2 separate regions of the Mus musculus genome follow, and region 1 is linked to region 2. The links are chromatin contacts, called in public HiChIP or PLAC-seq maps. All regions are on one chromosome and are shown on one strand. The core of a region is the stretch at or near the end of the contact, and the rest is flanking DNA. Distances in the headings are between cores, read along the strand shown.

Region 1 (4,890 bases), core at 2,366-4,865, 110 kb after region 2:
ACAGCAGTACATGCAGAGCAATGCCGAGGTTGTGAGTTCGAGCCTCACCTGGAGCACGATCCTTTTGGAGCTAGGCTTTACTGTTATTTTATATTTGTATCGGAAGGCGTTACGCTCCCTTTAGTCTCCTCGCTTTCTGTCTCAGCCACAGCGGAAAACAGCTCACAGTGAAGCTTTGCACTTGGTTTCCGAGCAGCTCTGTAGCTACTGCGCAGCATTCAGCAGTGAAACCCAGTCGACTGCCTACTACCTTTCCTGGTCCTTAGGCTGCTGTTTAAACAGCATCAGGACCTGGGATGCAGACCGAGGTCCCCGAGGCTCTCTGATGCCGGGCGGCTTCCTGCGAGCGCGGAGTACACAGTAGCTCCCGCCCCTGCCTCCGCCAGAGCCCGGATCCAACCCACTGCTTCCGGGTGGCTCCCCAGGACTAAATGGACTAGGAGTGTGGGACCCTAGGTGAGGGAACTGCTCGATTCCCTGGCATTAGCCCCCTCCCACCCCGCCTGTAGCTCGCTCCTCCCCCCCTCCCCCCAGCCTCGGCAGCCCTCCCCCATATCCGGTTCAAGGCACCCTGCCCTCCTCCCGCGTTTGCAACTGGGGACAAATGTCCGGGAAATTTCCATTTTCCCTTCCTAAAGCCCTGCTATCACTCTGGAATGGTGGCTACCAGAAGAGCCTCTTATCTTCTCAGCTAGCTCAAGATCCATCCTAGAGTGACGTCAGGAGTCCCTCAGCTCACCTAATCCTCACGCCCAGTGCCACACCCTCCCATACCTTCCGCTCACTAACTCCAGCTCAGGAGGAGGGAGGCTTAGTTCCTCTTAAGAAATCCATTCGGAGCCTGGAAATAAATGTAAGCGCTGTGGAAAGTAAAAGGTTTGCTTATTCAAACAAGCAAACAAACAAATGGGGTGGAGAAATGACTCGATGTTTTAAAGTGGGCACTGCTCTAGTCTGCGAACCAGTAATTCAGTTCTCAGCAGCCCCATGGGGTTGATCGCTGTAACTAACTCATCTCCAGGGGACCTGCTGCCGACCTCCTTAGGTACCAGCACTCAAGAGCAAGGGCACACACGCACACAATTAGAAATACATCCTTAAAAGAAAAAAACAATTGAGATGCATGGCACCAGACGCACCGGGAGGCTAGATGGCAACTGAGAAGAGTTAGCGTCCCTCTTTCCACGTTTAAGTGGGTTCTGAGGAGACACTCGGGCGTGGAATTCAAGCCCTTGGGTTTGCATGGAAATGCTTTTACTAGTTAAGCCATCCCACGGGCCACGAAAGCCCCACTGTGTTTCTTTCATGAGTAACTGATATTGTGCTGTACAGATCATCTTTATTCCTGAAAAAGAGTTAAGAGGACAAACAAAAAACCCAGCATTTCCAAAACAAAATTTTCTGAAAAATCCTTTTTCAAACGAGAAGTGAGAAATCATCAGATTTGCCAAGTGTAAGTTTCTGACCCTCAGTCCGTTACTCCCTGCTGTGTCGTGGATTTGAAATACCTCCTCAGAGCCAGGACTGCCAACTGATGGGTTTGGGGGAGTGACTGGATGAGGGGACTCAGATCTCTTAGTCAGTTGCTGGTTCTTACCTGAGCCATGGGGGGGGGGGGGGGGGGGACGGGACGGAGGTGTTGGAAGGTGAGAGGCAGCTGAGGAAGTGTGTTATTGGTGGTGTGTCCTTCTGGACTTTACCCTTTCCCCGTTTCCCAGCCACCATGAGCTGAGCACCGTCCTCTGCCACACACTCCCATCTTGCCATCTACAGAGGGCAGTGCAAACCAGCTAGCCAGTCAACAACCTTCGACTGTGAGCCATTTCCTTCCTTGGGCTGAGTTTTTCTCCGGTATTTGTCACAGTGACAGAAGGGGACTACGAGCAAGCACAAACCCCTGACAGATTCCTTTGTCCACTGTGTAGAAGGACTCCGGTGTAAAAGCTCAACTCTGATTTGCAAGCTCTGCTCCATAAAGACTTTCTTGAATGTTTTATTTATTTTCTATATATGGGTGGTCTATCTGCATGTATGCCTGCATGATAGAAGAGGACATTGGAGCTTATTAAAGATGGTTGTGAGCCATCATGTGGTTGCTGGGAATTGAACTCTAGACCTCTAGAAGAGCAGGCAATGCTCATAACTCCTGCTTTATTTTTTTTCCAGCCCACTTGCTTTATCTTTAAGGCAATCCATTCCATTTTTCTAACAACGTTTAGGACCAAAACATTGTGTGATTTTTTTTTCCCCAGGGGAGATAAAATTTGGTCTGCTACCCCTCTGGGCACTAACAGACCAAACAATCCCATCAAAGTCCAAAGTCCACTGGCAAACCAGTGGGTGTATCTGGGTTCCTTGTGGCACTGTTGTCTTAGTTAGGGTTTTACTGCTGTGAACAGACACCATGACCAAGGCAAGTCTTATAAAAAACAACATTTAATTGGGGCTGGCTTACAGGTTCAGAGGTTCAGTCCATTATCATCAAGGTGGGAGCATGGCAGTATCCAGGCAGGTATGGCACAGGCAAAGCTGAGAGTTCTATGTCTTCATCCAAAGGCTGCTAGTGGAAGACTGACTTTCAGGCAACTAGGGTGAGGCTATTAAGCCCACACCCACAGTGACACACCTATTCCAGCCAAGTCACACCTATTCGTACAAGGCCGCTCCCTGGCCCAAGAATATACAAACCATCACTACTGTGGATGGCTCAGAGGCAAACTAACTGTACAGTAGGGTCGTAGGCCCTTGTCCACTCTGCCACAGGGCAGAACTCAGAGAGTTTGACTGTGCTTACCCCATGCCAGGGCAGGTGCTGGGCTGTAGGGAGGCATCGCTCCAGGGTGGGAAAGCGCAGTCTGAGATGTGAGAAAGCTGGAGCTGGTTCAGGGGTCCCTGGGCCTGAGACAAGGCAGAGGTAGAGGGGTTCTCAGGCTCTTAGACATCCAGGCGCCCTGGGAGTTGCAGAAGAGAGGTGTCCAGCCCGTAGTGGAGGGTGGGTGAGGGAGGGGAGCTCCAACTTGTCCCATGGGGATGATTGTCCTTAGCCTGGCAGCAAGCTTGGTGGCAGTTGTGGCTGGGAGCCCAGAGAGGCCTTCTCCAGGAGACTAGGCTGTGGCTCTGTAGGCGAAGGCCTTCTTCATGGCACCCCACAACAGGCAGATCTTGATGAAAAGAGTCAGTCCATGGTTCTAAACAGTTTATTGTCATGGTGGAAAATGAGTGTGTAAACCGTACCCACTTCTCAGGGTGGGCCCGAGATTAAATGCCTTTTGCCAGAAGGGATGTCTGGGAAGGGAAAGCTCATTGGCTGAGCCCTCTGGGCCTCTAGGTACCTCATTAGAATGGAGAAGTCTGTTTGGGGCCTACATGACCGTAGGACATGTTTCTTTTATGTGAGAAGCATGGCACATGTTTCAAGTCAGGAGTCTAGCAGGGAGCTGGAGTCACCTGAATCTCAGACTCTAGACTTGCTTTATCTTCCCAAACTTTCTGGAGTGGTTTTACGTCCCACACCCACCTCAGCCTGACTGACAATGGGCTATTGCCCTGGGGCTCTCTGGGAAAGGGCAGGAAGTCAGTGAGTCCGGCCCCTCCCCTCAGCAATTGTGACTACGCTTGAGCAGTCGTACTCCTTGGGCTATGGACAGGGCCTTGGGAGGCTTATGCGTCCCAGAGGCTTCCCGAGACAGCTCAGTTTTGTTCATTTCTTGGGTCTTACATCCCTCCCGGAAGGGATGTTTCAATTCTGAGGAATATTTGCTCCACCACAAATATTCTTCTGAGATATGCATCTGCCCCTTCTGCTTACAGTTGGCATGGACAGTGGCTTCTCGAAGTACTTTCTGGTCAGATAGGGAGCAAAACTAGATGTAACCTAGAAATCCAAAGTAAAATATCTTTATCAAAGAAAAGAAGCAAAGGGCAATCAAAGCAAAGAAGAAGAGGAGGGGGGGGGAAGGGAAGTCGAAAGGGGAGGAGGAGGAAGAAGAAGAAGAGGAGGAGGAGAAGGAGGAAGAAGAAGAGGAAGAAGAGGAAGAGGAAGAAGAGGAAGGGGAAGAGGAGGAGGAGGAAGAAGAAACCCTTAACGGATTAGAATATATGTAGTCCGACTAATTTTACAGTGGTGATAGTAGGGATTCTTAGGGTTTTGTGAGCAATGAAATCAAGAGTGTGAAATGGTTCAGTAAGGTAAAGAATGCTTGGTACTCAAGTCTGGCAACCTGAGTCTGACCCTGAATTCAAGGCAGAAGGAGAAAACCCGGGCTCCCAAAAGTCATCTGAGCTCCATAGGAACACCGAGGCACATGCATGCCTCTCTCTCTCTCTCTCTCTCTCTCTCTCTCTCTCTCTCTCTCTCTCTCGCTCTCTCTCTCTCTCTCTCTCTCTCTCTCTCTCACACACACACACACACACACACACACCCCTATACATACATACATACATACATACATACATACATATTGAGTTTTGAGTGTGGTGGTCTGAATATACTTGGCCCATGGGAAGGGGCACTATTAGGAGGTGTGGCCTTGTTGGAGTAGGTGTGAGCTAGTTGGGGGAAGTTTGTCATTTTGAGGTCCTATGCTTAAGCTCCACCCAGGGCAGAAGAGACCCTCCTCCTGACTGCCCGCGAAGACAGTTTCCTGACGGCTGCCTTTGGATCAAGATGTAGAACACTCAGCTTTTTCTCCAGTATCATGTCTGCCTGGATGCTGACTGGAACACCAGGCTTTAGTTGGATAGGTGTTTCTTTGGGCCTTTGGAAAAGCCGCGCGTGGCGGCCACACGGTGGCACTGCGTCCCCGCCCCAGAAGTTTTTCCTTACAGTGGGGCTTAGGCCATTGATTGGGATTCCATCCTCAGCCTGCAGGGCTACCTGGGGCCCCTCTG
Region 2 (5,338 bases), core at 390-2,889:
ATTAAATGGGCCCGGGAAGCTTTGCTTGTCACAATTGGATACTGATGTTATCTATGTTGCAGTTGCTGCTACCCATAATTCAGGCCCTGCAACAAAGACACGCCTATTCCCATGGCAGCCAGTGGTGCCAAGCCCAAGACACCTGATGGAGAATTAGCAGCTTTGTGTGTGTGTGTGTGTATATGTGTGTGTGTGAGTGTGTGATGTATAATATCTACATGTACTAGTGCAGTTTACCTGCTTAAGATCCTTCCTTTAGCTTTTTGTTTTTAAAAGAAATCACACACACACACAGTGAGCCTGGAACTCACTCGGGTGACTTTAAGCTTGTGATCCACTCTTAAGAGTCGCAAATGCTAGGATTACAAGTGTGGGCCATTATTCCTGCTACAAACAAATTTTAGGAAACTTAAAAAAAAAAAAAAGAAAAAGAAAAAGAAAAGAAACAGAACAAAACAAAACAGAAGGAAAAAAGGGGTCCTTCTCAACCCAGATCTTAGAAAACTTTCATTTAAAAATTTTAAATTGATTTATTATTGTTTTTTGTTTGTTTTGTTTTTGAGACAGATGTCACTCCAGGGAGCAAGCAGCTTCCTTTGCCTTCCTGAGTGCTGGGAACGAAGGTGTGCGGGGCCACGCCTGTTTTCGTGAATCTCCACACCTAAATTGGGCAGATCTACCGCTACACTCCCATCTTCCACATCTATGAGACCCCTTTGAACTTGCTGTTTCTCCAGACCATGTGCTTCTGCTCCTCTTTTCTTCTTCCTCCTCCTCCTCTGCGTCCTCTCCCTCTTCCATTTTCTCCTTCTCTCTCTCCACCTTCTGCTCCACCTTCCCTTTTATCTGCCCAACCATCAGCTCTCCTTTATTTTATAAATTTAGGTGGGAAGCAGGTTTACAGGAAAACACCTGAGTGCTGACTCAGTTCCCATTCACAACCACTCTCGGGAGAACGGAATTAACATCAAATTTAACTAGTCCCAGGGCTATCCACAGCACTCGGCCACCTAGAAAATTTGCTTTTGATCAGTGCTTTAGCATTTTAGTTGTGGTGTTGTATTTTGTTTTGTTTTGTTTGCTTTTAATTGGTGTTTTTCTTTGACTAGTACTTCACCCTAGCGATCTGAGAGAGAGGCCTTGTCTGGTGCGTGTTCTTGTAGTGTTTGGCTTTGCATGTTTGCATGGTTATTGTGGCTTAGAGTAAACTGTTCTTAAACCAATGGACAATAACTTTGAAAGTATTTGTCATCCGTCCTTCTACCTTTTATAATTGAAGTTTCTCAGCCTGACATGGTGGCACACACCTTTAATCTCAGCACTTGAGAAGCAGGTCTGCATCTGTGAATTCAAGGCAAGCCAGGGCTACATAGTACCTGCCTCTTACTTCTGAAGTCACCCTCAGGGCTCCACCCTAGGCCTCAATTCCAGGATGTGGGAACCTTACTTTGCCCCTTGCTCTGCAGGAGTCATTTAAAGCTGAATCAGCCTTTACAATAGTCCCAGGAGTGGTCAGTTGGTTACATCCTGAATGCACATTATTTCCAGGTTCCCATAAAGAGGTCTGACTGTTATTGTATGTGCTCTTTGTATAGGGATGACCGAAGACCCCTTTTGCGCGATTTCACCTCAATGCTTTTTTCATAGCCTGAGAGTCTCACTGTTAGCCTGAGGCTTTCACTGGGTTTCTTTCTTTTGTAGTGTATAATTAGGAAGCGCCTGTAAGGTGTCTTTTGTAATGATTTTCTGTCTAGTAACGTTGCCAGGACTGGCTGGCCTCTAAATGCCTGTCACCAGGCTTTATTGTACGGGTCACTGGAGACCAGGACTGTAAAGTTGATCTGAAGAGTCTCAGTATGTCCCTGGCTGTCATCGAGACTTTCATCTACACTCAGGATCTGAGTGTCCCTAGCTAGTATGTAACCACTGAGACTGTAACACCTGTCGTGTGTTCCTTTCTTTACCAGGGGGAAGTGCAGCGTGGCCCTGCTGAATGAGACAGAATCCGTGTTGTCATACCTTGACAAGGAGGTAATTTGCAGCCGTCTCCGCTTTTGTTTTCTCTCCGTTACTTCACACGAAGCCCACACTTTGGATGTCCTTTTGGGCCAGCGTGTTATTGTGCCTTCCTTGCAAGGCGACACCAACCAGAGTGCATTTCGGCAGTAGCATTGTCCAGGCTAAAGGCAGAGTCATCAAAAGCAGTGGCCTTTGCCACTTGCCAGTGAGAGGCTCAGGACAGAGATGTGGGTGTTTATCTCTGAGCCTCGTTCCTTCTCACTCTGGCCCTAGGTTTTGAGTAAATGGCTCACGCTCTAGGGGCTCTGCAGAATTCCTAAGAGTTTAGTGGCCTGGTCACTCTGCTTATTAACTCTTGGGCACTGGAGGCTTTTTTGGTTATGTTGTCTTTAAAAATTATTATTACTATATGTTTGTGTGTCTGCCCACATGCACATACATGGAATGGCTACAGGGCAGACATGGATGCTATTGTGTGCATAAGGAGGTCACAGGACACCTTGGTAGACTCACTTCTGTACAGCTACCTTTTTTTTTTATTTTAAGATTTATTTATTTATTTTATGTTTGAGTACACTGTAGCTGTGTTCAGACATACCAGGTCCCATTACAGATGGTTGTGAGTTACCATGTGGGTGCTAGGAATTGAACCCAAGACCCCTGGAAGAGCAGTCAGTGCTCTTAACTGCCGAGCCATCTCACCGGCCCCCATCTACCTTTTTATGTGGGTTGCGGGTCATTAGTCTTGGACTGCAAGCAACCTTTCCCCTCTGAGTAGTCTCACTGGCCTCACTGAGCGTTTACAGAACCAGTGGAGTCTTCAGTGTGAGGGCTGGTTGGTGGTAAACGCTGTAGTTAGTTGCAGCTGTGTCTATCCTTATAGTCACGCCTACACATTACAGCTGGGACGAGAATGACAGAATTATAATAACTTGTTGACGGAATTTGCATAGTGATATTAACAGACCTCATGGATGGGGCAGAGGGATGGCTCAGTGGTCATGAGCACTTGATCTTGTAAAGGACCTGGGCTCTGTTCTCAGCACCCACTTGGCAACTTACAGCCACCTGTAAGTCCAGTTCCAGAGGATCCCGTGCCTTTTCCTGTGGGTTCAGGATTGTGTGTAATACACAGACACACATGCAGGCAAAGACGGATACACATAAAGTAAAAATAAAAACCACACACATGTAAGCTTTACTCTTGTATATTTAGTCAATATATGTGGCTTTTGGTTTGCTCGCTTGCTTGCTTTTGAGACAGTCTCACTATGTATGTATGTTTGTATGAATGCATGCATGAGCTCACAGAGATCCTCCTGCCTCTGTCTTCTGAGTGCTGGGACTAAAGATGTAACCATCACACCCCAGCTTCATTTTGTTTTTGAAACAGAGTTTTGCTGTGTTGCTCAGACTGGCCTCAAAAGATCCTCCTGCCTCAGCCTTCCTTATAGCTTGGCAAAACTCTGTACTAGAGTAATTAATGGCTTTCTTTCATATTAAAACAAATTATAAAATTTTGTATTCTTCTTAAAGATTAACGTATTCACTAAAATGGACTCTTATATACTCAGAAGTTAAAGTTACATAATTCACTTTACAGAAGTAGACCGAGCTCATCTCACTTGGGTGGCTTTTGTCTTTGTTTTCCAGGATACCTTCTTCTACTCACTGGTATACGACCCTTCAGTGAAAACATTATTGGCTGACAAAGGTGAAATCAGAGTGGGCCCAAAGTACCAAGCTGACATTCCAGACATGCTACCAGAAGGTGAGTGTGCTCTGGGTTCAAGTCCTGGGAAACTGGTGTTCTACAACTGGAGGGTTTTTGGAACCTTCATGGAAGACAAACTATAAACGGACAGTTTAAAAGTCTGAGCCTTCCAATTTTAGAAGCATAGACAGCGTGAGAGAATAATCTACTCACCGTGACTCCTTCATGACTGCACGTTAGTCTGTGGGTTGTGTGTACACGCATATGTGTGTGAGTGGGTGTGTATATCTCTGTGTGTGGTGTGTTCATGTGTGTGTGTAGTGTGTGCATGCATGTGTGAGTGTGGGGGTGTGGTTCACACAGGTTTGTGTGTGAGTGTGGGGTGGGGTAGACCAGTGGTCAGCGTCCTGTAGGGTGTCTGTCACCTTGTGAGACAGGGTCTTCAGCTGGACTGGAGCTTGTTTCTTTTACTAGACTGTCTGGCCAGCGGGTGCCAGGGATCACCCCGTCCTCCTGCTCAGGGCTGCATTACAGTCATGCACTTCTGTGTCCAGCTTCTTCCTTCTGTGGGCATGAGAAGGAGACCCTTGTGTCTGGGCAGCAAGCTGTCACCCACTGTGGCAAGCTGTCACCACTGAGCATCTCGCAGGCTCTGCTGCTGCTTTTAAGTTTTAGATTGTTAGCACTGTGCCAGGCGTGACGGCACGGGCCTTTTTAGGTACCGAGGCAGGCAGATCTCTGTTAGCTTGAGGGTAGCTTGGTCTACCTAGTGAGTTCCAGGCCAGCCTAGCCAAGTCTACATAGACCCTGCCTCGAAAAACAACAGCCGCAATCACAACAAAATTTAAACTCCTTGTTAGCGTTGTTGCACTTTGAATTAATGTGTGATCCATATTCCTTCATATTCTCCCTCTCCTCCTCTGCATCCAATCCCCCCCCCCAGCTCCCCCCCCCCAGCTCCCCACCCCGAGGATCAGGGCCTGATGTAGACTTGGCAAGCACTCTGTCAGCTGAGCTATGTTCCCAGCCTTCTGTCTGGAGATCATAAGTACCTTCAGGCCACAAGCTCAGGGGCAATGGAGTCTAGTGAGCACAGGCCACAAGCTCAGGGGCAGTGGAGTCCAGTGAGCACAGGCCACAAGCTCAGGGGCAGTGGAGTCTAGTGAGCACAGGCCACAAGCTCAGGGGCAGTGGAGTCCAGTGAGCAATCCCATCTTGGTCAGGATTTGGCCGATCTGTATAGTTCATATAACTGAGACATTCACAGTTTAAAAATTTTAAAGACCTTTGATTAGACTTATCGTATACGTCTATGTGGATCATGTGAGTATATGTATGTCACAGTATGTGGGTACCTGGGATATCCAGAGAAAGCATAGGGTCCCCTGGGACTGCAGTTAGAGATGACTTTGTTGGCTTTCTGATAGAGACCCTGGGAACTAACTTGGGTTCTCTGAAAGAGCAGGGAGTGTTCTTAGCCATTGAGCCATCTCTACCCCACAGTTTCATAATTAAGCAGATCTTCCTAGAGAGGGGTGCTTGTCTTTGTCTTTATTTTTTTGGCTTATTTTTAAAATTATTACTGGTTAGCTTTATTTCTGTGTG

The links. HiChIP or PLAC-seq counts read pairs in DNA pulled down with a chosen protein or histone mark.
Region 1: a contact with region 2 is called in an H3K4me3 HiChIP or PLAC-seq map of embryonic stem cells, with 5 times the contacts expected there. The contact joins two enhancer-like sites. A contact is called at or near these places in 8 of 484 Hi-C or Micro-C datasets (B cells, the CH12 cell line, embryonic stem cells and 2 more), 8 of 115 datasets of contacts at active chromatin or transcription factors (the HPC-7 cell line, bone marrow-derived macrophages, embryonic stem cells and 1 more) and 2 of 9 other capture datasets (adipose tissue and liver).

What each region holds. Positions count from the first base shown.
Region 1 is chr17:83,861,981-83,866,870 of GRCm38.p6, forward strand. Gm35125 (a long non-coding RNA gene) reads right to left here. Exons shown (of 3, transcript XR_877036.3): 3 at 2,558-3,874. n-TIaat17 (a tRNA gene) reads left to right here; the gene lies at 1-56. Among named protein-coding and RNA genes, the nearest start is that of n-TIaat17, 2.5 kb to the left of the region's middle. Within about 2 kb of position 3,616, at least 14 of the 459 cell types and tissues checked have an H3K27ac peak or open chromatin away from gene starts, as enhancers often do. A contact at or near this core is called in embryonic stem cells, where this site is marked.
Region 2 is chr17:83,751,887-83,757,224 of GRCm38.p6, forward strand. It overlaps Mta3 (metastasis associated 3), which reads left to right. Exons shown (of 17, transcript NM_001379391.1): 5 at 1,968-2,031; 6 at 3,673-3,790. Among named protein-coding and RNA genes, the nearest start is that of Gm46597, 23 kb to the right of the region's middle. Within about 2 kb of position 1,640, at least 8 of the 459 cell types and tissues checked have an H3K27ac peak or open chromatin away from gene starts, as enhancers often do. A contact at or near this core is called in embryonic stem cells, where this site is marked.